Linked DNA regions of Mus musculus: regions 2, 3, 4 and 5 are each linked to region 1. A link is a contact called in public promoter capture Hi-C data. All regions are on one chromosome and are shown on one strand. The core of a region is the stretch at or near the end of the contact, and the rest is flanking DNA. Distances in the headings are between cores, read along the strand shown.

Region 1 (5,643 bases), core at 1,334-3,833:
AACTAGAGTAGCATAAACACGTGGATTTTGGCAATGTCAGTGGACTGGGGAAAGGCAGAGAAACGGGCAGGCTGGAGTATATGAAGGACAGGTGGCTCAGAGACCGTGATGCTCAAGCTGACAGGTGGCAGTGTGTAAAAAAGGCACGTGACAGGCAAGCAGGACAGCAGGCTACAAGCTGACTTGAAGATTACAGGTTAAGTGGCGAGGGGTCAGGCAGGTGGAAAGGGCAGGCAGGTTGGAATGAGAGAGAAGCAGGAAGAAAAACTGTCAAATGAGTTTGTTATGAGTATGGTGGTGGTGGTTGTGGTGGTGGGAGAGGCAGGAAGATGGAGGTTGGGGTCCTGAGCTGGGGGATGGTGTGAGGGACGGACGGCAATACTGGAAACAGAAGGCTGGCGCACCGCACGCATATGGCTGGGGAAGGAGGATGGAGGATGGGAATAGCAGGGCGTGGAAGGCGGAAGGCTGGGGAAGCACACGCGCCCCAGGCCGACGGGAGGCGCACGCGGACGGGCAGACAGTAGTGGGCCGGGCCCCGCACCTCCATCCGAGTAGGTCTCGGTGCCGTAGCCGTCCTGGAAGCCGTCCTTCCAGAGCCCGGCGTAGCGCAGGCCGGACACGCTCTCCCATACGCCGCTGCGCCCCTTCAGCCCGCCCAGCCACTCGCCGCGGTAGGTCCAGCGGCTCTTGCGCTCCACGCCCAGCCCTTCGCGCTTGCCCTGCTGCCAGTGGCCCTGGTAACTGTGTCCGCCGGGCCCCGTGAAGACACCCAGCGACTCGAAGCCGTGAGCCCAGCAGCCGCTGTACTCTCCCTGGGCGCCGGGCCCGGTGCACACGCCGTAGCCATGTGCCCGCCCCGCCTCCCAGCCCCCCACGTAGCAGCCCCCGTCGTCAAAGTCGAACTTGCCCCCGGGGGACATGCATGTAGTTGGCGCGGCCTCAGCCCCCCGGCAGCTCAGCGCATCATGGGGCTGGAGAGCCGGCTGGGGGCCTGGGGGCCGGGCGAGGCTTGGGGGCGGGGGCAGTTAGACCGGGGCTGGGCGGAGGGGCCCCAGCGCGGGCAGGCAGGGCCGGACCCTCATCCTGAGTGGCTGCGGAGAAAGAGGGGTGCAAGTGGAGAGCGAGGCAAGTGGAAAGCGAGGTCCCCTTCTTTGCCAGCCGCTCCCCTGCCGGTAGCTTTAGGGCATCAGCACCGCCCTCCAGCCCTCCTCCCATCCCCCCTAGGCAGCATCTTTTAGCAGCTCCCAAGCGGTGAGGGCAAGGGGGCTTTCCCATCCCTCCCAACTTGTAGAGGGCGCCTCCCGGGACTTGGGGTCCCAGCGCTGATCCCGAGTCCTACTTTTCCAACCCAGAACCCCAGAGTGTGGAGCGTGGATGGCAGTTGGAGGTGGGGGACCTGGGAGGGGCCAGGGCAGGGTCTTCCGACACCTGCTTTCCTGGCGATTTGGACCCCTCTGCCTGGATTCTTTGGCTCCGCTAGCAAACCCGGGTGCGGGGGAGGCAAGGGGGTAAAAATGTAGCTAGCTAGAAAGCCGGCCCCAGGTGGGCCGATGGTAGAATGGGGATGTTGGGGGTGGGGTGGGGGATGAGGGTAGGGATGGGCAGACTGGCGAAAGGGAGGGGACAGGTTACTCACCATGTGTGCTGGGGCTCAGGCTGCCTCCCAGGCGCAGTTTCCATGGCAGGGTCCCTCCACTCACACCTCACCAGGACAAGCCAAGCCCCCTTCCCTTCCGGAGAGACTGCTACAACCCAGAGAAGGAAGGTGGGGGAGCTATGGGAGAGTCCCTTTTCCTCGGCTGAAGGTGCAGGCTAGTGTGGGGGGTGAGGTAGTGGCAGGGTGGAGGGGATGAGAATAAGTGTAGGGGGAAAAAAATCTGTCTTGAACGGAGACAGCGAAGAGGAGCTGGGGGCTGGATGGGAAAGGGGAGGGGGCTATCAAGAAGGGGTGTTTTTATTTTTTTCTTCTTATGGTTGGGAGAGGAAAAAAAAAATCAAAATTCCAATTCCATCCCAGCACAAATCAATGTTTGCTCCAAACCCAGCATCAAGGGGGAGGCTGGGCCAGGCAGATTTAAAGGGGCAGAGAGAAGCGGAGAGGAGAGGGTGGGGAGAGAGTCAGTGGCAGTGGGGGTGGTGCGAGGATGCTCAGGCAGAAAAAAAGGGGGTTCGCTACCCCTGAGGTGAGGGAGAAGGCAGGCGGAGAGGAGAATGGAAGGCTCAGAGACCCCCACGGTGGAAAGAAACCGTGGCATGCAGGCAGGGAGTGGAGTGAGGTGGAGGGAGGGGAGGGGAGAGGAGCTAGGGGGAGGAGTCTTAAGATGGGGAGGCAGGGGGAGGCCAGAGCCAGGCGGGGGAGGAGAGATGCTGGGGAGACCGGGAGTGCGAGAGGAATACAAAGAATGAGGTGCAGGGGTGAGAGCTATGGCAGGGGGAGATATAGCCGGCATGGGAGATGGCGAGGGAGACCCATTCCAGGACTCTTGAGAGATAGCTAGGGAGAGAAGTCAAGGGTGGAGGGAAGGAGGGGAGCAGAATCACATAGGGAGAAGAAGAGAGCGAAATAAGGCTCGCGACGAGCGGGAGAAAGCTCTGCAGAGAAAGGGCAGGCATGAGAATAGAAATCCCGGCAGGAAGAGCCCACATGGAGACAGGAGGTCCGGAAGTGGTGTTTATGAGGACCCTGGGGAGAGGGATGAACCTGCCAGCTGCTTGGCCGGAAGCCAGGAGGCATTTGAACGTGGATACCTCTGCCCATTCAGCTCAAACTCCTCCACCAGACAGCGCCCACCCTGTCACAGTTTTAGAGGTAGCTTGAGATGGGGCCCTGTCTGGAGGCCCCACTAAGCTAATGCACACAATATTCCGCGGACACCAACAGTTTGTCTAGGATGGGCCCTCTGAAGGGAGTGTTGGTATGTTCATTAAGGGGGCTCAAATTTGAGGAGGCCACCAAGATCTTAGGGCTCTGGAGTCTTCTCTTTCACAACACAGCAAATTACACAAGTTTGCTTGAGCAGGCTTTTGCTGTGGCCCCTTAAGCCCATCATCGACCTCTTCGAGTCCACTCTCCAGATTGACAGCACAAGTAGACCACACAGGTATTCACGTACTGCATTCCCTCCCTTCTCAGCTTCCTCTGGCCTGCCCCTGCGTGTTTACAGGGAAGGAGGCACCAGTGTGCTCAATTGCCTTTCTTTCCCCATAGGACCTAGTCCCCGCTGCCCACCCCTCATCCCCACACCTGATTTAAAGAGATCCAGAGCCCCGAGGGGGAAGTCATTCACCAAGGGGCACACTGGCAAAGTTGGCAAAGCTAGAAGTAGAACACTAAACGCAGACTTTTATTTTTGTTGGTGTTGGGAACGGAATTCTGGTTCTTGGGATAAAGCGCGTGCTCTATCACTGGGCTCTAGCTGGCAGCTTGGTGTCTTTCGAGCCCTTCAGTTCTTCCAGATGTCTGTGCTTGGGAGCATCCCCTAAAGTCAGGGTTACATTGGGTACTTTGGTAAAATAAAGAGTATGAAGATCGAAATAAACAGGGATTTCTCTTGTACACACACACACAGGCACATGTGTGTGCATACTACACACTATGTATATATTAGTGGGGTGGTGGTGTGTGCATGTGTCAGAGAGAGAGAGAGAGAGAGAGAGAGAGAGAGAGAGAGAGAGAGATATCAGAGGAAGTCCTTGTCTTCTGTCTTGTTGAGATAGCTCTTGTCTCCTCTGTGTAATGTACTCCAGGCTAGTTGGCCTGATCCTCTTGTGGACTCCCATCTTTCCTTAGGAGTGCTAGGCTTAGATGTGGGCCACTGCATCTGGCTTCTCACCTAGGATCCATGGATTGAGCTCAGGCTGTAGGCTTGTGTGTCTGCTGAGCTATATCCCTAAATCACATTGTGTTTTTCTAGAAGTTTCTCCAGGGCAGAGACTACTCTTTTTTTTTTTTTTTTTTTTAAAACAGGGTCTCATTATGTTCCCCAGGCTCCTCCTTCATCCTCCCCGAGTGCTGGGATTACAGGCACAGCCACCTTAACATCATACTCAGCAGGGAACCACATATTTAAAGCACTTTTGAGAACAAAGCAGGGTAGCCATCAGGTACTGGGGATGTGTAGCTTAGTAGGAGAGCATGTGCCTAGGATGTGCAAGGCCCCCAGTTCAATCTCCAGTACCAAAACCAACCATCACCAACAAAAATCCCAGAGTCCATTTGGGGTCCACTTAATACAGGATAGTTGGTTCATATATTCATTCATTCATTTCTCATTAGACATCTACATCTTTACTGGTGAAGTCCTGAGAAAGTCTTGTAATATATGGGACACACAGCCCTGGCTGTGCTCCTCCCCCATTTCTCTGAGGGAGCTAGCCTTTTGGCCTGTCCCTAATGGTTGCTACAGTCATCTCTTTCAGAATAGGGACACTTGTTATTTTTATTGTTTTCTTTCTTTCTCTCTCTCTTTCTTTCTTTCTTTCTTTCTTTCTTTCTTTCTTTCTTTCCTTCTTTCTTTCTTTTTTTCTCTTTTTCTTTTTGAGACTGAACTGGTTTGTTTTGTCACAATTTACAAATGTAAAAGTGTCATGGAGAGAGGAACTGGTGTTAGCTGGAGCTAGGTTCTGTGCTTGGCACTCTGTCTGCATTAGCTCATCGGTCCCCACACCAACTGTAACTGAGCAGTCTAGGCCGGGAGCCAACACTGGCCTTCCTAAACTGACAAAGCAGAGCACATTACCTGATGTGTCTGAGCTGTAGCTGGCCTGTCTCTACAATGGGGATATTACAGCGCAGCAAGGGCTGAAGTGACTATATGAACAGTACAAACGATAATATACAGAGAAAAAACCATTTAGTATGGTGCTCTCCCAGTGCATTGTAAATGCCCAACAAATGGTGGCTTCAAAACTAACTTGGTATTATTTCAGTTTTATAATCTGGATCTAGAAGTTACTTAACATGCTAATGTGTAACAGCCCTTAGAACTCCACGTATGTCAGATTCCCAACTTAGTAAGTGTGTTTCTCATTGCTAAGATAAAGTACCCAACACAAGGAACTTAGTGGAAGAAGGGTCTCCCCTGCCTCACAGTCTGAGGGTCAAATCCATCATGGTGGGAAAGGCATGGAGGCTGATAACCACTCTCTGGGATTAGCTGGGGAGCAGAGGAAACAGAAGTTCTCAGGTTGCCTCCTCCTTTAGAGTCATGCTAAGAGGCAAGCCTGTGGCTGTGGTGCCACCCACACTCAAAGCGGGCTTTCCCTCTTCAGTCTCTGGAAAAAGCCTTATAGACCCATCCAGAGGTGTGTTTCCATGGAGATTCTAAATCCTGTCAAGTTGACAAAATTATCCATGCTCTAACAAATGCATTGGGGGAAAGTAAGACAGCTGTTGTAGACTTGTGAAAGTCAGACACAATATCAAGAAGAAAATAAGAATTCCTGTAGTCTCCTGTGTAATAAACACCTTAATTTATTTTCTTTTGCAAATCTATTTATTTTTACGTTTTGTGTATGAGTGCTGAATTGAGTCTATGCACCAGGTGCTTGTAGAGCCCAAGAAGGCCAGAAGAGGGCACTGTGTGCTTTGGAACTGGAGTCACGGCTGGGTGCTGGGAATTGAACCCAGATCTTGTGAAA
Region 2 (5,643 bases), core at 1,688-4,187, 860 kb before region 1:
CCCCAGAATTTCCTATAACCTCCCTCACCAAAGCTGCCCCTTCCAGTCTCTTCCCAAAGACCACAGAAAAGTCAAAAACACCAGGCCTGAGGTCTCCTGTCTCAACAATGTGAGCGAAGGCCAAACAAGTTACCAGGCAATGATCTGGCCTAGTAAAAGAAGTTGGGCTTAGTAAAATGAATACTGTCAAAAGAAACATGGCAGCCAGGCTGCTGATACAACTTTAACCCCAGCACTCAGAACATGGAGGTACACTGATCTCTGTGTTCAAGGTCAACCCAATCTACAGTTCCAGCAAGGCAGGGATACACATTAAAACCCTGTCTCAAAAAAAAAAAAAAAAGAAATTAAAAGGAAAAAAAAAAAAAAAAAAGAAAGGATGGATAGGTGGGTGGATGATGAATGGATCTGAGAATTTAGCTCAGTGACAAAATACCCTGAGTTCACTGAAGGGAAGAGAATGCAAATGATAACTTTCTTCAGCAACAATGAATTATCAGAAACTTTTTCTTTTCCTTAAACCCAATTTTATTTCTCTCACCCTATTCCCTGTTACCTAAAAGATTTGTAAATATCACTACTAACACCAATCTTACTACTAATAATGACTTCAGTACTAATAATGTCCTAATAATGTCCTCACTAATAATGTCCTCACTAATAATGCCCTCACTCCTAATAATGACCTCACTACTAACAGTGTTCCTTTGCTAAGCAGTCTAGTCAATAACAAGCCATATATATACCTCCCACTGAAACCTGATCATTTCAGCCTCAACAGGCACAAAAACAGGACTTAGGAGCTGGAGAGGTGTTTCAGTTGGTAAAGTGCCTGCCTCAAAGCATAAGGACCTGGTTTGCTGGCACATCTTTAACTGTGGAGTTGCAGAGAGTTGGAGAGAGGCAGACAAGACACCATACAACAGGAAGACACTCCCTCCCCAGAGTTCTCTATCCACCAGCCAGTTCAGTCTAGCCAATGAATACTTCTGCTCTTTAACCTCCATATACACACACATGCACACTGACACATAATGACACTTTACAATACATTATATGCACACAAAGATGCTCACAAAAATACTTTTAAAAGAACATTAAAAAAAAAAAAAAGCAAAAGCTGGGGCTGGGGCTGGAGAGATGGCTCAGTGGTTAAGAGCACTGACTGCTCTTCCAGAGGTCCTGAGTTCAATTCCCAGCAACCACATGGTGGCTCACAACCATCTGTAATAAGATCTTCTGCACTCCTCTGCTATGTCTGAAGACAGCTACAATGTACTCACATAAGTAAATAAATCTTTAAAAGAAAAAAAAAAAAGCAAAAGTCATCTACCAAAAAAAAAAAAAAAAGAAAGACAGATGGGATGAAAGAGAGAGTGTGAGCGCACTAACCTAACTTTCCAGCAAATCACTTTTTTTCTATGTAGTTCTGGTAAGTCAGGACTTAACTCAGAGGCTTGTGAAGATGGGTGGCTTCAACAGGAGAGACCTTACTTAAATCAGCTGTTAGCCCCACTCTGTTCCTACACTTCCATAACCAGAGGCTAAATAAGTAAGAGGTTCTCAGCCTCTTACTGTTCTCTGTCGGGAACAGTACTGGGCACAGTAGAGAGGTTTGTCAGACCTGGCTAATGGTGCTAACATATCCTGATGGTTAGGGTGTAGCCTCCAGAAACTGGACCAAAAACCAAAGACACTATGATGACCACTGAATAAGCTGACTTTGCAGCTCTAGCTCTGACTGGGGCACAAGTCGGCTGGGGCCTATTTAAGTTCTGAAAAGTAAAATTGTTCCCAGTGGGCCTGACCTAGCAATGTGAATGTGTACATGTGACGTGAGGTTTATGTTAAGACACTAAATCAAGTCTCCAGACAAGTCCAATGCTATATTTTGTCTCTGCCCAAACCAGCTGTAATTCACTGAGGAAAACAATTGCTAATAAACCCCCAAAACACTGCTGACTGACCATGATACATTTGGTAGTAACATTCCTAAGCCAAACCTGTTCCCAGTATTCTCTCAGTTCCATGGGGCAAGAAAAGTCAGACTTCAGATGAAATCCATGGCGGCAATCCTCATTAAACCTGGAAGTCTGTAAGGTTATTAAATGTGTAGAAGAAAGAAGAGCTAATACACAATTGTGTGAATAAAAATTGAGTTGAGGGTAAAGAGAAAAAGCACATAAATTATGCACAGAAATAAGTAGGGGCAACTAAAAAGCCAGCATCAATTGGGTTGCCTCCTCACAAGCAGTCACTAATATTTATATTCCTATACTATCACCAAAGTCTTCTCCTAGATGAAGTAGGGATTAGGCCAAAGTGATAGAAATGTCTCAGCTTGGCATTTTAATTTAAAGCTCTACCAACTTTAAATTTGTGTTAAAGTTTCATCAAGGTAGGATATTTTTCCTTAGAGAAGTATTAATTGCGACGAACACCAGAAGACTATTTCTTTACATATTCAGTTTCAACTCCTGTTAGGCATTAGAAACGTGACATTTCTGAGCCTGCTTCCTGGATCCCAAGAAGTAAGCGTGACTTCACAGACGACGGCCTTCTACAAACTACCAAAGGGTACCGTGAGGACGAAGCTGCGCGCCAAAGTGGGACATTATGACCAGGATACAGAATCATTACCCGCTAGGATGAAGCTGCCCACACAAGAGATGAAGCCAGAGAGGAAAGAGTTGAAGGGGAAGGTGCCCACGAGGAGACAGTAGCCGAACTGCAGCGCCCCGGTCAGCAGTATATAAAGGAGATAGGCGTCCAGCAACTTCAGCCGCTGCGGAGTGGAGCTCAAGTACTCCTCCAGGAACCGGGAGATGACGGACACCACAGACGCCGACATGACGAACACGGGGACTTCGGATACCGGACGACCACAGACGATGTGGCTCGCGCGTGCGCGTTAGCGGGCCCTAGCCACGCCCACACCGGCGGGCCAATTGGCTCCGGCGTAAAGGCCAGCCTTGGTGCGTCACAATTAATGCGCAGACACAGGCTGCATACCCAGACTGAGAACTACAAACGGAAATAAATTAATGCTCCTGCGCAGGGCCTATCTCCCCCTCTGGAGACGTGTACTATAGCCTTATTTCCGCCCTGCGTTTGTTGACGCCCTCTGTTGCTCTGGCGACGAGATTTGTGACCGGAACAAGGGGAGAGGTTTAACAGCGGACAGAGACGCTTCCCAGAGAGTTCCGGCTCTCTTTGATCCCCCTCAGTGGTCTAGCTTGGGAATCTGCTTAGAGACCAAGCTGGCGGTCCAGGGACTTAACCTGCCTGGCCCTAATTCTCTTAAAAGCTCTATCTTCAGATGCCTATGACCGATCATTAGAGCAGGTCAAGTTCCTCCGCAGTGAGAACTATGCTTATACGGGCCAAGCGCCGGTTTACACTGGCGGGAGAGGGTTGACCTCTACAGGATCCTGAACTGGAAGGCTGAATCTGGGCCCCACGAAGAACCTAAGCCAGCAGGTATTCATTCATTCAACAAACGCTCGTTGAGTACCAAGGAGGTCCAATAGCTGTAGTTATATTGTAGGAATTTTTAGGTTAATCAGTCACTGTCTAAAAAGAGAGATAGTCACTTGTGCGTAGAGTGAAGGGTCAGGATCAGCAGCAAACTGACATTGTACAACAGGTATTGTTATAATATTCCTTGAATGGCTCCAAAGAGCATATTTGTTTCAACCTGATCCTCTGAATCATTTTATAGAAAAAGAATTGAAAGTTTGAGGTTTTAACAAGTACAATTAACTGCTTTTTAGCGTTTTAGCTGAAGAAAACTTAAGTTCTGCCTTCTGGTTTGCACTGCCATTACAAGTTCACAATAACCCGACCTTCTAAACCTAGTATCTCATCTTTCAGTTAAAAAGTCTACCCGCATAGAATCCGGTACTTCATTTCAGCGTTTAAGACACTTCCAACTGCCCTGCCTAACTAGTTGAGCAGCATTTCTAAACCCGCAACTGAACTACTGTCGCTTGTTATCTGTATTTAGCCCGGAAACACTTAGCGCCACAATCCAATAAGACGTAAATAGCCCTGCCCAGGTTCCAGTGAATCACTCGTGTCTTTGGAAAGCCTTAGTCTGTTAAAAGAGGTAAATCCATATTCACAAGAGAGAAGTTTGCACTCCTAGAAATGTAGCCTCTGTGCTCTTGTGTTACTGTAGAGTGGGTGGGATGTGGAAGGATAACCAGACGGGTTCCTACTCCACATAATATGAAATGCATCTGCAATTGAACCCTTCTCCCTGTCTCAGCACAAGTAGAACAGATTCCTCTGGTCGTCAACTTAAGGCCAAATGGGCTAACTGGCTGTTTCTAATTATCCAGTAATGAATTCTTCCAGAAGTTCCTGTGCCATCATCCCAGCACCTTCCAGAAGTGTCTTAGCCTTTGATCTTTGTCATTAACATCTTCATAGGAGTTCCCTAGGAAGACAGAATCAATGCAAGACATCACTTATTGAGACAAGCATACTCATTCTAAGACAAAGCCATTCTGAACTCCAGATTTTCTCAGCTACCTGAATTAACAATACGGAAAAGTTTTGTTTTGTGTTCAGTATATGAACATAACTAAACTCTCAATAGGGATTCATACGGTCATTGGTTTTGAGTAGTGTGAGTCAGAACATTACTATGTGTAAAAAGCTCATGTGCAGAGGGATAGTAGATAAAAGTTCAAGTTCCAGAGTCAGACAAAGAGGGTGTTAAACTTTGATTCTACATACTACTAATTACTTAACTTGAGACTGATCACTTAACATTTAATTCTTGCTTTCCTTCTTTGTGTTCTTTTTGACAAGGTTTCTTTATGTAGCCTCGCCTGGAAATTACTATGTATCCCAGAATGGATTCAAATTTGCAATCCTCCTGCCTCTGCTTACTGAGTGCTGAAATTTCAGGTATATGCCACTATGGTCTCATTTTCCATCTCCATGACATGGAAATAACAATACCTGAATCACAGCACTGTTTTCGTTGGGGTTAAATGAAATAATGTCAAACATTAAGCAGCAAAGTCCAGAGCCCATGATAAATGCCCAGAAGATGTTTGCACTTGCTAACAATTATTCATTCTGACATGAACGACCTCTGTTTCTCCAAATAATTAAAACTCGGCCATACTGCAAAGCTCCAATACTTTGGGCATGCAAAAGATGATGCTAGCACTGTAAATCTGATGACTGGCAAAGACACATTGGGTTTTAAGTCAAATCAGAAGTCAGAGAAGACCTTAGAGGCTTCATTACTAAGGTGCTCCACAATATAAGATATGGGAGAGTAGAGGGGGCATACTCTGTGATTCTTCCATTCTTTCTCCTAAGAAATTATATTATCAGCCCGGCAGTAGTGGTGCACGCCTTTAATCCCAGCACTTGGGAGGCAGAGGCAGGTGAATTCCTGAGTTGGAGGCCAGCCTGGTCTACAGAGTGAGTTCCAGGACAGCCAGGGCTACACAGATAAACCCTGTCTCAAAAAAAAAAAACAAAAACAAAACAAAACCAGAAAAAAAATAAAAAAAAGTACAGTACTTTATGTACTCTTTTTGTATCAAATCATGTATGTTTTAAAAGATATGTTTTTAAGATAGGATATATTCTTCCATATGTGTCTTGACTTCAAGATAA
Region 3 (5,643 bases), core at 1,600-4,099, 740 kb after region 1:
TTCTTCTGTAGCCAGGACCCTTCTACTCAAGGTAGATTTGTGCCAGATTAAAAAAGAACCTACAAAGTAGTAAAAGTCTGGTTACAGTTGTAAGCCACCATGTGGGTGCTAGGAACTGAACCTGGATCCTCTGCCAAGAGCCTGTGCCAGGTTTAAAGCAAGCACCTTTCAACCTAATGTTGTAAGTAAAGAACTAATGAATGTAGGCCAGGCAAGGTGGCAGATACCTTTAATCCCAGTATTCACTTGAGAGACAGAGGCAGAGAATCTCTGAATTTGAGGTCAGCCTAGTTTACAGAGCGAGTTCCAGGACAGCCAGGGTTACACAGAGAAACCCTGTCTCAAAACCTCCACTCCCGTTCTCCCCCTCAAAGTCGACGAATGTAGTTGAGCTGGAACTGGGAGGATACACGGATCAAAGTTTGTTAAGAGAAGATGGGTATGTTGGTGCATGCAAGTAATCACAGTCTCCGGGAGACAGAGACAAGAGGATTGCTTCTACTTCAAGGCCAGTTCGAATGATGTAGTGAATTCTAGGGCAGTCTGAGTCATATAGGACCCATTCCAACAAGCAAATAGATACCCAAGTCAAAGCTGTACCCAAGAGCCTGGCTTCTAGCAGATAAATACCTGTTGAAATTGTTGAATAAACTTGACTCAGTGAATACATTAGCAGAGGGGACACCTGAGCTCTGACCAAGGGATTTACTGACTTGTTTGAGGGTTCGTAGGCTCATTCCTGACAAAGGGTGATAGCCAGCTTTTTGGCCAAATCCACTTTCTCCACGTGGTTGGGTTAGCAGGTGGTAAGGGCTGAGTCCAGGAGGAGAGAATTTCTAGGGTAGAGAATCTCTAGGACACATTGGCTTGAGCTGAGATGGGGAGGAAGACAAGATCTGGGAAAGGAGACTGACTACCAGTTAGCAAGTGTCGCAGTACACTGTACACAGCTACGCTGGTATGTAATTCATTGCCTGAATTATGTAAGTTTACCTGTGAGAGCTGATGTCCATCCTGGGCCTTGGACTATTACCCCCATGTCTGTGAGCTAAAGCAACCAAGCACAAAAGTTTAAATAAGTTGCTTTAAAAGGATCTGTTTATGAAGTGTCTTATGCATGGCTTCTTTCTGCCCTCTGCATGGCCTCTTTGAACATAGGATTAAACCTGGGGCTTCTCCCTGACATCTTTAGCCCTGGCAGAAAGAATTTAGCATCACTAACAGAAGGGGTGGGGAGAGGCTGTGTGGCTCCCTTGCTCCTGGAAGGGAAACTGAGGCACACCCTTCCATCCTCTTCTGAGTCAGGGCCTCTGGGCTCAGCCTTCTGCAAACCCGGAGTTTCTGATGTGCCCTGCCAAGCCTGCCTTTTGATAGTACAATTAAAGGCAGGGAAAGTGGAGAGAAGTGGGGTCACTCAGACAGCCTCTGACTTCAAAGCCTTCTGGAGGGGCAGGGTTGAAGAACTCGTTACCCAGAACCCCACAGACCCACCTTTTATTTCTCTGAATTCCATTCCAGGGATGAGACCTTGTAAAGGTGGGGCTTGACCATCCAGTCTAGTCTGGCAGTAACCTGAATCTTTTCCCCCTGGGCCCCTTCTGCACAGCGTGCACCTCCCCACTGGCCTGCATACATACACACATCGGTGGCTCTGTAACACCGATGTCCTAGGAAAGGACTCAGTTTAAAAAAAAAAATAGCTGTCCTTTGTTCCCGTGGGTCAGGTCATACTTGTGTCTGTCAGACTGTGACTCTTGGTTTGTTTGGAAAGTAAGGTTCTCTCGAGGCCCCAGCTGCAGACTGTGCCTTCCCAGTGCCAGGCTACTTCAGGCTACAAGACCACATAAAGTGTTCTTTGTACTGAGCATGTCTCCAAGGCAGCTCGGGTTTTGAGAGTGTCCCCAGCCCAGGGCTAGTCTTGGACCACTGATGCCAACCATATGGCTGTGGATAAGGATGATTGGAGACCCTACCTCCCACTGGCTCCTCACACTCTAACTCACACTTGCTAAAAAAAGGGGTTCTCCTAAACAACCCGAGCCTGAAAACTCTGGCAGCTAACCCCCTGCCCCTCCAGCCCTGGGGGGCTTCCGCAGGGCCTGGGCCTAGAGCCAGTTCCAGGCGGTCCCCAGACTAGAGTGGGGGTGGGGGTCAGAGCTGTAACCCTTTACGTCCTGCTTGGTCTCCAGCCCATAGTTTCTACAGGCCCTAGCCTCTGTGGTCTCTCCACCCCATTTTCCCTTAACCCTTTCCTGCCACAAAGAGATGGGTGTAGTAAAGGGTTTTCAAGGGAAGTCCAGACGACCAAGGATCATGTGTGTGTGTGTGTGTGATGTGTTTGTGTGTGTGCGTGTGGTGTGTATGTGGTGTGTGTGCGCGTGTGGTGTGTATGTGGTGTGTGTGTGTGTAGAACACTGCTTGGAATCTAAAACCAGGGTCTCAGAGATCAACTCTTCAATCCTTCCTTTTCCTTCCTTCGAGGAAGGAACTTTGACCCCTGAACACAAAACTTGGGTGGAAGGCAGTTGCTTCCAAGACCCTGTTTGGCCCTCTCCCTCCCGCCCAGCCTCCTCTCCTTCCCTCCCTCAGTCTCCAGCGCCCCTTTAAGCCATCCAGCAGCTCAGGCGAGTTTATCCAGGGGGCCTGGCTTCGAGGTCGAAGGGGAGGAGGGGGTGGTGGTTGAGGGGGAGGAAGGGCGGCGGGAATCCGCTCGGTCCCACCCCTAGCTACAACCCTTAGCAGGAAGGGTTTGTCTCCCGTGCTGCGGCGGAAAGGGACGGAGCTGGGAGGGCGGGCGCGGAGCGCTGGCGGGTGGGTCGCAGAACCCACAGCAGGGAGGCGGTGGCGGGGGGCGCGCCTCAAGGAGGGGAGGCGTGGCTTAGGCTGCAGGGCTAGGTGGCTGGGGGCCTCGGTGCTGGGACCCGTGACACTTCTCACGCTTTCCAGGGGCCGGAGGGACAGCCATGCTTTTGTCGGGGGGTAAACCCCCAGCGCAGGAATGGTTCATGGTGCAGACAAAATCGAAGCCCCGGGTACACCGGCAGCGGCTGCAAGTCCAGCGCATCTTCAGGGTCAAGGTGACCGCTTTCCAGAGCCGTCCTGACACCCCTTACTTTTGGCTGCAGCTGGAGGGGCCCCGGGAAAATACGGGCAAAGCCAAGGTAAACAGCTTCGTTTTGTTCTTTCCTTTCCCTCCTAGTCAGATCCTCTCCCTCTCTCCTGAACAGTCAAGAGTCCCCAGAGGTGTTGAGCTTGTCCTGCTGTTTGGCTTGCAGGGTCTGGGCCTCCCTCCCTCCAGATCTGCGGGGCCCCTGCTCTGTCCCTCTGCTTCCTTCTTTCCCTTCTGCCCCACCCCTCTCTTACATGTCACTTCTGTCCTTTAAGTGTGCTGAGAGAACCTCTGCTGAGAGTCTCTTTCTACCAGCCTTCTCTGGTCAGAAACAGGCCCAGATTTTCCATCTTGGGATCAGTTTAAGGGCCTGCATTTTTGTGGCCTCTGCAACATATGTCTTTGTTCTCACCAAGACACTGGAAGGCCTCCGTTCTTTCTGTCTGCTTAAATCCTGGGCGGTTTCTCTGAGTACTGGGACCAGAGGAGGGCCCTAGAGACACTTGTAGAGTGGCGTTGGCAGTTTATAGACGAAGCAGTAGGACTCAGAGAGAGAGAGAGAGAGAGAGAGAGAGAGAGAGGGTGAGGGTCTGCCTCAGTCATCAGAGTCAGGAAGGAGTAGGTTGGTGGAGGTTGTAGAACCTAGGACCCTGCCGGCAGAGTAGGATGCATCTGTTCTGGAAGGCAGTGCCTTGGGATGCCAGGGAATCATGGACGTTGAGATGAAAGGGCCTGCTGTATGGAGCTGGATATTGGAGAGGCCAGGTTGCAGCTTGTCCCTTTTACGCTCATCTTGGCTTCTCTGCCTGGGCTCCTCCCTCTGGTTCAGTCACACCCAAGGGCCCCCTACTCCCTCAGATTCCCTTATCTTCTCCAGTAGGAATGCTCTGGACTCCCTTCTCTCGGATACAAGCTAGTCTTTAACCCTTTGGCTGAAGCTCTACCCACATCTCAGTTGGTCAGGGCCTAGGTAGGGGAGGCCCGGAACACAGCCAGCAGAAGGAAGGGGAGGCTGGGAAATTTCTCCCTAAACACGCCCATTAAGCTGCTGCATCAGCACTTTTCCAGTTCTGACAGAGGTGCTGGGGGAGGGGAGAGGTGTCTGCCCAGAGAACAGATGTGCAGGGCCCCTTAGTTTCAGAGGCTGGTGTAGGATAAGCTAAGAAGAGGCTTTTGGGTTCTTTATGTTCTTAATTTTTTTCCGTTACTGTTAAAGTACCACAGCTCAGCCTTCATGGAGAACTAATCAGCTGACCAGGGCCTCCCTAAAGATGGAGACTGAACCCAGGGCCTGTGCATACCACAGAGGCCCTCTGCCACTGAGCCACTTACTCCCCCTGGGCCCCTGAAGAGCACTGCTTGAGATGCTCCACTTTGTGTTTCTTGTTTAAACTTCAAGTCAGCTTCAAGCTTGTCAGCATCACAGCCTCTTTGGGCTATAGTTTTTTACCCCTGAGTTTCTCACTCCAAGCCCTGCTAAGTGGATCCAGGGGCTCTGTCAGTTTCCTCTTGTGTCCCTCTTTGCCCCAGAGAGAGGCATTGTTGAAGGTGGGAACAGCTTGCAGGGATTCTGGGTAACTTCCTTTCTTGGTGGGGACAGAAGGAAGAAAAGGAGGGGGAGGGGGTGAGGGCAAGGGACAGTGGAATGTGGGGAGGATAAGGTCTGGATTTGACACGTTTCCATATCATAGCCCAAATAGAGAAGCATAGTTTGAAGAGGCCCTGGTCTAATAATTCAGCCATCTTGAAACTTTTTTTCCTCATTTGTGAAACAATGTAATAACACTCTTCTCATGTAAGAATTGTGAGGGCCAACTGAAAGAATGCCTGCTCAAATACTTTGGCAAAACATAAAGAACAACACGGGGCAGAAGTTAGGTGCTGCTGTTAGTAACTAGCTTTATAAGGGACCAAGTCTTTCTCCCTAGCTTGATGTCTTGTAAGCTGAAGGGCTTTGATGACCTGCTATGTGAGCCTTTCCTATTATGAGGATGCCTTGTCAGGAGGATGCAGTGTGGCCGACTCCAATCGTAGCTCTAGGGACCTGGAGTTTTGCCTTCTGGTTGTTGCCTTCCATACATCTCTTGGGAGAGATGGAGGAAGAACCGTGAGGTTGTTTGTTCTGGTCTCTGTGGAAGAAGGGTCAGGAAAGATGCAGGCTCACCTAAAGTAGAATCCAGTATGTTTTTATATTATTTGTGCTTGCTTTTTGAAAACAAAAAAAAATCAAAAAACAAAACTCTGTTAAACTTGTGTTTTAAAGTTCTTATGCAGTGGCAGGATTTCGGAAATATCAGAAATGGTGCTGTGTATCACATCCCAGGTAGGAAAACAAATCCGGGGGAAACTGGCTCCCCTGAGGCGAAATTACCAAGTGGAGAGGGGAGTTGAACAGTGGCTCAGTGAGCCCCACATTGAACCTGGCATCCCTTCTGCCCCATTCTGCATAAAGGACTATGAGGATGGGTTGAGTGTCACCAGACAGGACAGGCAACTTGGTTACTTCTCTTGTTTTTGGAGAAGATGGATATAGG
Region 4 (5,643 bases), core at 1,454-3,953, 610 kb after region 1:
TAGCCCTCATGGCCTCAGACACAGGGTCTCACCACGATGCGCTTAAAAAAACAGCTCGACTCACTATCAGGGGACGAGAAAAGCAGACTGACAGACAGGCCTCTTCCCGGCTCACATGCAGGCAGCACAGAACATCGTGGGGCTCCGCTAGGGAGAGAAACAGCCTCGGTTTACCTTAAATGTCATCTTTGTTTCTTTCTAAGTCTCAAACATCCTGCCCTTCCCCCACTGCTTACCCCGCCCCAGGAGCCAGCGGTGATAGAACCAGGCACTCTGATCATTGGGGTCAGTAAAGAAGGCATTCTGCACCAACTCCAGCTCTGTGGGGGCCAGGAAGGTTGCGTCAGCATGGTAGGATCCCAACTCTCTCCAGCCCAAGCGTCACACAGGAACTGCGTGTGTCAGTGAGGAGGAGGAGCTAAATAAGGTGGTGCAGAGCGGGGCTAGGCAGCCATCAGGACTGGGTGCTCCTGCAAAATCCTTGCCAGGATCCTCTAGGCCACTGGTCCTTAACCTTCCTAATGCTGCAATCCTTTAACACAGTTCCTCATGTTGTGGTGACCCCCCCAACCATAAAATGATTTTCTTTGCTCCTTGCTGACTGTAATTTTGTTACTGCGATGAATCATGATGTAAATACCTGATATTCCTGATGGTCTTAGGCGATCCCAATGAAAAGGGTTGGTCAACTCCCAAAGGGGTCGCAAGCCACAGGTTGAGAACTGCTGGTCTAGGCCCACTCACCTCTCAGCAGTACATTTTCAGGGAGCCGTCCCTGGGGGCCAGAGTCTGGCTGGGGGTGCAGCTGGGGCAAGAGGCAGGAGCGATAATGCCAGGAAGAATAGTTGGAGAAGTTCCGGGTGATGAGGCTGTCAGTGAAGGCTAGTTCCTCTGCAGGCGCGACAGCAGCCTGTGCAGCTACAAATCGCCGATAGTCCCAGCAATGAACTAGAGAGGTTGAGGGAGGGAGCCTATCTCAGACGCAGGACAAAGAGGAGCTACTGTACTGACGGCCCCCAGAATTCCTCAGAGAGCCCTAGCAATTCCTCCATGCAAACTACATAGACTGCTCCTATACATACATCTGGTTCCGCCATCCCTTTCAGCACTACCAGGATGCTGGTGCTAGATCCTGTGTATCCCTCCCCGCTCTGAGGACCCAGTACCAGGATGCGGGGCCCATGAGGTTTGTAGGGACAGGACTGTGGACACGTACAGTTCCGCTCATCGGCCTCGAGGAAGCGAGCGCACAGCTCCAGCTCCCGGGCCCAGTTGGGCTCAGGCAGGCGACTCAGCAGCCAGCAGCGGTGGTGCCAAGTGCCATAGGACTTAGGGTTCACACGCAGACAGCTCTCAAGGAAGCCTAGTTCTGCCTTCACAAGAGCAGCCAACTCCTCAGGGGACCTGGACCCCAAGAGAAAGGGGGGTTAGAGCCTTCCAACATCCAACCCCAACTTGTCCCTCCCTTCTTGTATCTGGTCCCCCTACTATCCTATCTCTATGCCCGGCTACCCCAATCCTCCTCCAGTTCTGCACCCAGGCGAGGGCCAGGGCAGAGACCTGAACTACTACATACTTCTGGGTTTCTAGCTGCTGGAGCACTTCTCTGCGACAGTTCCAGAGGGTGGCAAAATCAGGGTTGGCTCCCAGAATCTGGCTTGTCAGTTCTAGGACGGATTCATCCAGCTCGCCTGCCTCCCGCTGTGAAGACAGGTTATAGGGTCAGGGACCACAGCCTTTCCCCAGCTCTAGGTTAAACATTATAAACTCTGAACCAGTCAATAGTGGCACTATGCAACAGGTACTGTGCAAAACCTTACATGGCCTAACAGGTATTTTCTCACTTAATCTTTGCAATACTCGTACACAGGTTGTGCAATCATCAGCTCCATTTTACAGATGAAGGCAGTTCCAGTGACTCGAACAAGGCAATACAGCAACAACAGACAGAATCAAAATTTGGATCCCTACAGTTTGACTCTAGGGTCAAGCTTTTGGTCTTTGTATTATTGGGGACTACCTCCGAGGGCCCCACCTTCTGGAAGACAGCTTGAGTGGCTGACTGGTAGAGCTTTAGCTTCTGTTCCCGCTCTAGCCTTTTGGCCTCTGCCTGCTCTTCGGACGTCTTCACCTTCAGGCGCCCATGCTACCAGGGATATGAGGATAGGATAATATGAACGCCGGTTGCCTCGCAAGGGCAGTCTTGCAGAAGCCCGGCCGAGATAGCCACGTGGGATGAGGGCATGGGCATGCAGGGGAAAGGGGCTGAGCTCAGGGTTCTCACCATGGTTTCGGCTCAGCGTTGGCGATAGGGGAGGGGTCCGGAGGCAGCCCGTTCAATCTGCCGAAAGAGATGTCAATCACAGAACCCCGCCCACACGGCCCCGCCCCCCAGGTGTTTCCCGGAAGCTGCCAGCAGGCCCAGGATAAGGATCCCCGTGAGTTAAAAGGGGGCCGGCGGCTGGCACTGTGAGGTCAGGAGGAAGCGCTCACCACAACCACGGCCTCCGTCCCCACGGATCTTTCCGAAGCCCCACCCGTCAGGGCCGAGGCACACGCCGCGCATATAGAGAGCAGTGCCCGCCCGCCCGTCCGTCCGTCCCGTGGACCCTTGCACCCCCTCCTCCACCGGCGAACTCACCTGCTCAGGGAGGAGGTGCCAGGACGTGCAACTCCGGCCGCCACCGAGTCCCAGTGTGGCTAGAGCGGCTCCGTGCTGTGTGAGGTGCGGAGACGAGGCGCTGCGCCCCCTGCAGGCCTGGCTCTTCCCATTCGCAACTCAAACTGCAGCCTTGAAGGGACTGGTATCGGCTCAGGACACCCCAAGACCAAGTTTTCAGGACAAAGGAGCTTTATTTGCCCTAGAGGGACGAAGTATAGGAATAAGAGACAAGACAGGAGATGGAGAAGGGGAAAGAGAAGAGGGGAGGGGGGGGACGGGGGGGGCAGGTATTTCTCTCGAAGAGGGGACAAAGGACTGTCTTTGAATAGAGAGGAGACAGGCATGGCCCATAGGAGAGTGGCAGTTTATAAAGGTAAAAGGGGAAATCCTGTGTTAGGATGAGGTGAATAAGGGAACGGATCTCGGTAGCTAGCTTTAGGAACTCAATCTAACGTTTTTAGCAAGACAGAGGGAGTGGAGAGAAGGGCAAGGCCTGACAGAGCCATGTTTGCCAAACTCAGGCTGGCTAGAGTCCCTTTCCAGGCTAAGTGAAGAAGTTTCTCCAGCAACCTGCTATCAGCGAGTTCTGGCTGCCAAAAGTTCTCGGTTTCCTTCCTGTTCTCTTGATTTCATCTACATTCATGGTTACTATATGGCACCCAAACCTCTCTCCAGTCCAGACGTCCACAAGCATAATGATAGTGACAATTATATAGCAGTATATGTATTTGTTGACATGGTCAAAAGCTAGAGGCAGTGGTGCTGTTTGTAATGTTCAGCTTCTCAGGGGGTCGACACAGGAGGGTCTAGAGTTTAAGATAATAGTGAGGTTTCTAATTTTTTTAAAAATTGAGTATCACTGGGCAGTGGTGGCACACTGCCTTTGATCCCAGCACTCAGGAGGTAGAAGCAGGCAGTTCTCTGAGTTAGAGGCCAGCCTGGCTTACAGAGCGAATTCTAGAACAGCCAGGGCTACACAGAGAAACCCTGTCTAAAAAACCAGAAAGAAGAAAAATGTAGTTTCGCTTATATGTCCTAGAGATATTTCAAACTCTAAAAGCTAAAAAAGAGTCCCCCCCCCCGTCTCCCCCCTCTGAGTGCCAGCTTTATCATCATTGTTGCACTAAGTGGCAGTGTTCTCAAAGCTTTTTAGTCTCTTTAATAACCATTCAGTGCAGTTGCCACTAAGGCTGTTGCAATGTTCTTCATCCTGTGTTCTCTCTACTTTCATTCACCGTGAGCCATGGAGACAGATTTAAAGTATCCACTACCTGCCCAGCCCTTTTCTAGGTCCTCTTTTAGGTAACGTATTCTAGAAGAAAAGAGATGCTTCTTCTGGCCTTGTGTACTTCAGTCCCAGTGGGGGAAACAGCTGAGTCACTGGTTATCTTTGCTCCTGGCACTGTGATGGGAGCTCTGTATTTTTAATGCATGTGAGCGCGCGCGCACACACACACACACACACACACACACACACACACACACACACACACACACAGAGGACCACATGTGGAAGCCAAAGCAGAGTGATTAAAAATACGTCTCAGCCTAACTTTGTGGCTCACACCTGCAATCCTAGCACTTGGGAGGCTGAGGCAGGAAGGCCCTGAGTCTGAAGCCAGCCTGGGATATGCACTGAGATGTTAAGTGAAAAAGTTAAAAGGCTGGATTGGATGTCTTAGAGAACACCTGTAACCTCAAGGCATGGGACAAGAGAAAGAACCCCAAGTTCAAGGCCAGCCTGGGTTAGAAAAGGAGTTCCGGGTTAGTTTCTGCTATGTAATCTCAAAAACAAACGAAGAAACAAACAAAACAAACAAACAAACAAAAAGCTCCAACAACAAAACAATCATAGAAGAAAAATTTATCTAGATGCTTGAGTTGATGTTGTGATTAAATAAACTACCGGTGTGAAGTGCTTTGAATAATGACTATATTGAATAAATACTCAGTAAATAATAATATAGCAAAGGTATTATAGTTATTATTTTTATTTTTCCTGACAAACATGCAAGAAATGGAGGTTCAAAAAGATTACTAGCTTGCTGAGGGCCACCCAAGTAGTAGTAGTAAGTACCAGGTAAGACAGCCGTGATTCTGGGCTAGTCTCCCCTCAACATCCATATTTTGTTGTTATTGCTGTTTGGCAACTTCTGGATCTTGTTTCTTGTTCTGTAGGCACTCAGACATGCAACCAGATACCAGAAATACAGATGCCAACCGGTGAAGGTTTGCCAAACACAGTGTTACATCATAGTTACTAAGGGAGGAGGGAAGGGGGCGGGGGAAGGGTGAGGTAAGCAAGGGAGCCGATTAAATAATTAGCAATCTTGAAACTGGCAAAGCTGAGTCAGGCAGGCTTGAGAGGAAGTGAGTATTGTGAAAAACATCTGCATTCAAAAAAGGAGGGGCCTGTGTTTTGGAAAGAGAAGGCAGGAAGGGCATGTCAGACATGTGTGGCGTGCAGCTGCGGGTGAGAAACCAAACAGACTCAGGCAGCTGGCAGAGGGATGCTAAGCCAGGTGCCCTCACAGATAAGAATAAAAGAATTGATGACAAGCCTCTTACGTAGTGGCAAGAGGAGTCATTGTGAGTTATAGTTGGCCTTCACCTCGAGGGAGTGGGAAGCAGGCAGCTGTGCGCTGATATTTGCAGAGATTTTTCTGTTTGTTGTGAAAGCAGGGATTTGAACATCGGTAAAGACTAGTCAGCTTGCTTAAAGCACTGTGGGCATAAGTAGGTATCATCACCCACATCACACAATGAGGAAACAGAGAGGGGGTGGAGGGCATCGGCACACACAGTATTTCCAGGACCCTGAGCAGAGCCCAAATATGAGTTGGTTGGAAGGAAGGAAGGGACCGTGAGCCACAGTCAAAGCTCGGCAGGCAGCCATGCTCCAGAGGTACAGGGAGTAAGGAAGAGGCAGGCATTGAACCTGGGGTCCTCTGTGTGTATTCGATCACTGGTCTTTAGCATCA
Region 5 (5,643 bases), core at 1,884-4,383, 560 kb after region 1:
AGGGAAGGCTGCGGGAATCATGTTAAGCAGCTTCATTAAATGACATCATCACGTGTCTAAACAGCTTAGACGTTCTTCTATACTTGAAACACTCTCATACAGATGGATGCTGGGCTTCCAGCACAGGCTGGCATCTAGATGCTCCTCCTGGGATTGACCCTGACCCAGTAGGATCCAGGGAAATGAATGTTATTCTCAGGAAGCAGCGACGCCAGCCTAAGCTAACTTGGTAGCAAGCAAGTTTACAAAGTGTATTCTGGCCTTAGGGATGACTGTTAGGATGGCATAAGGACAGTTTCCCTTCCAGGCTCTCTCAACCCTTCTATGTAAATCTAAACTCTTGCCAAAGGAGTAAATATGAGAAGGGCCTCAACCAGCTAAGAGAAGCCTGTTATGTTTCGGAGGAATGACCTACACAGACCTATGCAAGTCTTTATTCCCCTTCTTCCCATCAATAGTGAAACAAATCAATATTTAATTTTCAAGTGCTACAAAGCTTTCAGCAATGTAGCCAGGCAACTCAAGTCTGGACTTCCTCTTCTTTTCCACTAAATTGCATGCAGAGCTGCAGCAGAAGATGGACAGAGTGCAGAGAATATTCCAGAGGACCTGAGTGAGAACCGTTTAGGTAGCCAGAAAGGAATAGGCAGGACACTACGGGATGTAGTCACAAAACATGGGGATATAGGTGTCAAACTTCGTCTTCTGGTAGTTTTTCAAAAACTCCTATAGAGAAGAAAGCATAATTCCTATAACTGGGAACACTTCACATGTATCCCTGCCTTGTTCTGCCCGCCCTCTGGCTTGGCTTTCTGCTTCTTCCCACTCACCTTCCCTTCCTTCTGGTTATTTTCTTCCTCATCAGAGTCCAAAACCAAGTCCCCTATGGTAATAACAGAGCTACACGGGGTTGGGGACAGCACTGCAGGAAAGAAACCACAATTAAAACCTCTTTCTTAGCCTAGCTTGGTGGCCCACACCTTTTATCCCAGCACTCTGGAGGCTGAGGCAGGGGGATCTCTGAGTTCAAGGCCAGCCTGGTCTACATATCAATTTCCAGGACAGCCAGGGTTATGTAGAAAAAACCTGTCTCGAAAAAAATAAGCAGAAACAAAACCTAGACCCACTTTTAGGTGAGCACAGGCCTTGGAAAGTCCCAACGCCGTCTGGTCCAAAGCTTACCTGGTTTCTTGACTGTAAGAGGCGGTGATGAGTGTCTTAGAGGATCCACGCAATTCACACTGTTCCTGAGGTGAAGGCAAAGGAAAGGTTGGGTGAAGAAGGGAAGCAGGCAGGGAAAGTATTCCTAAGGAAGGAGAAGAGACCCTTACTCCTGCTCTGCAGCCGGTGAGTCAGGTGGGGTCTCCTCTAATGCCCTTTTCCCCAAAGGCCGAGATGGAGTCTTAGCCTCCTCCGTGCAGACTGGCTCTGTTCCCACAGAAGCTGCTGAGGCCGCACCGGGTTCTTCCCTGCTTTTAGGGTTAGATAAGTCTTGAGCTGGTAAGCCCATGTTCCTAAATGGGAGTAGCATGACTGTGGGCCGCTCTTTATGGCACGCCTTTGCCGATGTCCAATGTGATCGGGATTTTCGCTTTCCCAAAGGGGCCAGATTAAAGCGGTGGCCAGCTAAGTGTTCTGGGTGCTCCAGTGAAGCTGGCTGGTGAGGGCCAAGCTTAGCTTTAGGCAGAGGACTGTGGAATGCTGGCCTGGTTTGCTGATGAGGACTCTCTTCCATGGGCTCTATCAGATTCCCTGAGCCAGAAGTAGAGCTCTCTGAAAGATAAAATAAGATGCCTTATAAAATTAGAACTAGGTTAAAACTCAGGTTTGTGTTACAGGCCCATATAACTTCCATTCGGCTGACTCAGGTTTGGTAGAGCTAAACACTAACCTCCAAATTGCTAGTTATCTCCGCTGATCCTCTTACCTGGAAATGTCCACCCCATGTCCATACCATACTGGTGCAAAGCAACCGAAGAAGTGATGAACGAGCCCGGCTGACTCCAACTTAGAGCATCCTGAAGCTGTGGGCAAGGCGACAGATAGGAAGATCATAGTTCTCGGGGAAGCCACCCAGCCTTCCGCCCTTAAAGTGTTTCTTTCTCAACAACCTCTTGTGCTCTGACTGGAGGCAGTGCTTTCTCTAGCTGACACAAGTATTCAAACAACAGCTTTTCCATGGCAACTAGAAAGGATTCCCCATAGTCTTGTTCTAGTTCCTGTATGTGGGAAAGTGAAGCAGGTCAGATGAATTTTAGAAAACAAAACAAAACAAAACAGGAATCCCATAACATCCTCCAAACCAACCATTCTCACCTGCAGGCTCGAAGGCGGGTCCTCTGACAGGTGCTTCACAAGCAAGCAAAAATTTTCCCGTGCCTCCAAAAGCTTCCTGTCTTCTTTTGTCTGTTGAGGATATTGAAGACAGGAAAATTTGGGTGAGGAGGTGTCGCTAGGACCCAGGGGCAACTTGGTTGCATCAGGCCTGAGTTTGGTCTGCCCAAGATAGCACTCACAGCTTCGGGGTCCAGTGGTACTTACTGTTCTGGACTCTGCTGGGAAGTGATGCTTCAGGGCATTCAGGACCTGGTCCCAGGGTCGCGCCTGCAGGATCAGCTCCACCACCACCTGCACGGTACAGGGCTCAGAACACCTACCCTTTTCCAGCCGATCTTAGTCCCAACCAGACGTCCTTCTCTCTAGTACCTTGGCCTTTAGGCTCATACACAGGCGTTCATGGTGCCGGTAGCAAACCAAGCCGGGGGCAGCAGCGCGCAAGGACTGCAGAAACTCCACCACTTTCGGGAAGTGCTCTACGCGGCGACGGCGGACTACCAGCCAGCTGGCGGCGGCAGCAAACCGCAGAGACGCGGGACCTACCCCTGGAGGTGGGGCCATGGCCCGCGGGCGCCCTTTCCTCCTTTCGTTCAACCCAGGCTTCCCGGACGCTCCCGTAGGCGGAGCCCCGCTTCTCTCATCTGCACCGGAAGGTCGGCGGACCAGCTGGGCCCATTTCGCGGAGCCACGGGAACCCCGCAGTCTCCTCTCAGGCGGTGACTTAAGTGTATCAACCTGTCCAGATCACTAAACTTAAAATGCCGCCACTGAGGGAAACGCAGGAGTACGTCACTTCCGCCTGGGCGCGCGGCTTCCCTCCCCGGAAGAGGCCGCGGAGGGAGCTGTGACGTCACGAGGTCCCCTGCACTGTGAAAGTGACGTACGACCTAGCGTCACTCTCCATCACCCCTGCAAGCTGTAAACCTAGGTGTCTGAATCAGCGTCTGCCAAGCCCTTCCCGGGCCGCCAGCCGCTCCCAGGAAAAATTCTGCCATTCCTCTCGCGAAACAGAAGAGGGCGCTCGCTCGTTTCAAAAAACCAAACACAGGCCTGAGTGGTAACTCCGCCCTCCTGTCCTGACTCGCCGGTGCCTAAACGAATATAGTTTGAAATATCCTAGGGCTAGTCAGGGTTCTCCTGGACAGTAGGATGACAGCCGTTTTATGCTTTTCTGTGCCACATCTTTGCTGTTTCGTGTAGTTTATAATATTTAAGGGCTTCCTTTTCCAAGTTTCTTTTGAGCACTAACTTGATGGAGTCCTTTAGTGGGTTGACTCTTCTTGCTCTCCCCAAGGACAGAACCGGGCACACTGTGTACAGCTTTACTTTGTTGCTTAAATTAATTATCTGCCTTGCCCACCTTGCAGGAATTTTATGAAACCTGCCCATTATTTGAATGGTTTCCTCCATTCCCAGACTCATGGCTCACACTTTGCCTTGGTTCTCCAGATCAGTATTCAGAGCCTTTCCAGACCCAGTACCAAAGTACTACACTGGATGTTAATGTTGAAGTGGGTTTTCTTCATATTTTTTTCTGTCATTTCTGACCTTACCACTTTCATTTTTTCTTTAAAGATTTATTTATTTTATGTATGAGTACACATTACTCTCTTCAGACACACCAGAAGAGGGCATTGGATCCCCACTACAGATGGTTGTGAGCTACCATGTGGTTGCTGGAAATTGAACTCAGGACCTCTGGAAGAGCAGTCGGTGCTCTTAACCGCTGAGCCATCTCTCCAGCCCCACTTTCATTTTTTCTAAAGAATTTTCCCACAGAGTGTGCTGGTGCACACCTCTAAATCCCGGCGTGAGATGGGGTTTTTTTTTTTCCCCCTTGTTTTCAGTACTGTAAATACTTTACTCCCTTGTTGCTTGCATGGTTCTGGGTAGAAGTCCAATCTAGTTACACATTGTTTTTAAAGCTGAGAAATTAATTTCCTTTTTAAAGCTATCATGTATTAATTTAACTCTTTTGATACTTTATTTTTATTTAATGTGGACCAGTGTTTTGTCTGAATGTATGTCTGTGAACCATGTGTGTGGAGTGCCCATGGAGGGCAGGTGAAGATTTAAGTCTCCTGGGATGGAGGTTACAGAGGGGGGGGGGGCATGCACAGGTAAAGACAGAACAAGTAAGAACATGAGAAAGAGCCAGAAGATTAGAAAAGATTGCTAAAGTTAGTTTGAGGTCAAACAGCAATTCAGAGAAGCCAGATTGAATTAGTCAGCTGGGAGAAGAGTTTGAGCCAGAACAGCTGAGTTGAACCAGATGGACAGAAGTCAGAAAGAACTAAAAAGGGGCGAGTTTATTCAGCAATAACTCTGGGGTGGTTTGAATATTCTTGGCCCAGAGAGTAAGTGGCACTATTAGGAGGTGTGCCTTGTTGGAGTAGATGTGGCCTTGTCGGAAGAAGTGTGACACTGTGGTGGGCTTTGAGACTCTTCTCCTAGCTGCCTGGAAGCCAGTCTTCTCCTGTTTGCCTTTGGAACAAGATGTAAAACTCTTGGCTCCTTCTCTAGTACCATGCCTTCCTGGACACTGCCATGCATTCTGCCATGATGATAATGGATTGAGACTCTGAACTTGTAAGCCAACCCTGATTAAAAGTTGTCCCTTATAAGAGTTGCCTTGGTCATGGTGTCTCTTTACAGCAGTGAAAACCTAACTAAGAAAATCTCAGAGGCTGAAAACCTTCCAGGCCTAGATTAGATAGTTTGGAGGCTAGACGCTTCCATACAAGGCCTAGATTAGCAGACAGAGACAGGTAAATAAAAACTACTGTTACACACAGTGAGACTAGAGGATGAAGAAATGTTTGGAGCAATGACTAAGAAGTGTCCCAAAGTAATGATAGATACTACACTTGATCTTAGCCAAAAGGCTGAGAAGCGATTAATGATAGATACTAAACATAGATCCAGAAAACTCAGAATAGCAAGCAGAACAAATACCATCACAAACACAGAGCTGAGTGATACTCAACCTGCACACACACACACACACAATCACAGGCAAAAACAAAAGTGCTGAAACTAGTAGGAAGGAAAGGATGAAATTAGACCAGAGAACACTGTCTAATGGCCTTCAAGGTTAAGGATTAAGTTAAGGGGGGCTGGAGAGATGGCTCAGCAGTTAAAAGCACAGGCTGCTCTTCCACAGACTTGAATTCAATTCCTAGCACCCCTACTGCAGCTCATAACTGTAACTCCAGTTCCAGGGACTCTGACACCCTCATTTCAGACATACATGTAGACAAATAACAACGCACATAAAATAAAAATAAATACAGTATTTTTAAAAAA

Evidence for each region. Promoter capture Hi-C pulls out the DNA fragments that hold promoters and counts their contacts. Capture Hi-C pulls out chosen DNA fragments and counts their contacts.
Region 2: a contact with region 1 is called in a promoter capture Hi-C map of adipose tissue. The contact joins the promoter of Dad1 here to the promoter of Jph4 in region 1. A contact is called at or near these places in 1 of 39 promoter capture datasets (neutrophils) and 1 of 9 other capture datasets (adipose tissue).
Region 3: a promoter capture Hi-C map of cranial neural crest shows a contact between it and region 1. The contact joins the promoter of Nynrin here to the promoter of Jph4 in region 1. A contact is called at or near these places in 6 of 39 promoter capture datasets (cranial neural crest, frontonasal cranial neural crest, liver and 2 more) and 1 of 115 datasets of contacts at active chromatin or transcription factors (embryonic stem cells).
Region 4: a contact with region 1 is called in a promoter capture Hi-C map of embryonic stem cells. The contact joins the promoter of Rabggta here to the promoter of Jph4 in region 1. A contact is called at or near these places in 8 of 39 promoter capture datasets (cranial neural crest, embryonic stem cells, liver and 2 more), 1 of 115 datasets of contacts at active chromatin or transcription factors (pro-B cells) and 3 of 9 other capture datasets (adipose tissue, embryonic stem cells and pancreatic islet).
Region 5: a promoter capture Hi-C map of stem cell-derived epiblast-like cells shows a contact between it and region 1, with 2.5 times the contacts expected there. The contact joins the promoter of Tinf2 here to the promoter of Jph4 in region 1. A contact is called at or near these places in 17 of 39 promoter capture datasets (the 3T3-L1 cell line, 3T3-L1-derived adipocytes, the C10 cell line and 11 more), 3 of 484 Hi-C or Micro-C datasets (cortical neurons, embryonic stem cells and uterus), 3 of 115 datasets of contacts at active chromatin or transcription factors (the SCID.adh cell line, neural tube and pro-B cells) and 1 of 9 other capture datasets (adipose tissue).

The regions. Positions count from the first base shown.
Region 1 is chr14:55,114,352-55,119,994 of GRCm38.p6, forward strand. It overlaps Jph4 (junctophilin 4), which reads right to left and starts at 2,584. Exons shown (of 6, transcript NM_177049.5): 1 at 1,640-2,584; 2 at 545-1,094. The coding sequence starts at 923.
Region 2 is chr14:54,250,992-54,256,634 of GRCm38.p6, forward strand. Dad1 (defender against cell death 1) reads right to left here and starts at 2,938. Exons shown (of 3, transcript NM_001113358.1): 1 at 2,641-2,938. The coding sequence starts at 2,851. It also overlaps a transcript of Abhd4 not described here.
Region 3 is chr14:55,851,266-55,856,908 of GRCm38.p6, forward strand. It overlaps Nynrin (NYN domain and retroviral integrase containing), which reads left to right and starts at 2,850. Exons shown (of 8, transcript NM_001040072.1): 1 at 2,850-3,161. The coding sequence starts at 2,964.
Region 4 is chr14:55,719,560-55,725,202 of GRCm38.p6, forward strand. Rabggta (Rab geranylgeranyl transferase, a subunit) reads right to left here and starts at 2,704. Exons shown (of 17, transcript NM_001360387.1): 1 at 2,642-2,704; 2 at 2,285-2,341; 3 at 2,036-2,146; 4 at 1,577-1,701; 5 at 1,217-1,404; 6 at 745-948; 7 at 237-320; 8 at 65-147. The coding sequence starts at 2,287.
Region 5 is chr14:55,678,684-55,684,326 of GRCm38.p6, forward strand. It overlaps Tinf2 (Terf1 (TRF1)-interacting nuclear factor 2), which reads right to left and starts at 3,134. Exons shown (of 9, transcript NM_145705.3): 1 at 2,707-3,134; 2 at 2,542-2,628; 3 at 2,317-2,406; 4 at 2,112-2,219; 5 at 1,928-2,024; 6 at 1,332-1,773; 7 at 1,183-1,247; 8 at 831-922; 9 at 397-726. The coding sequence starts at 2,898. The coding sequence ends at 655. Gmpr2 (guanosine monophosphate reductase 2) reads left to right here. Exons shown (of 10, transcript NM_177992.2): 10 at 1-68. It also overlaps the pseudogene Gm25887.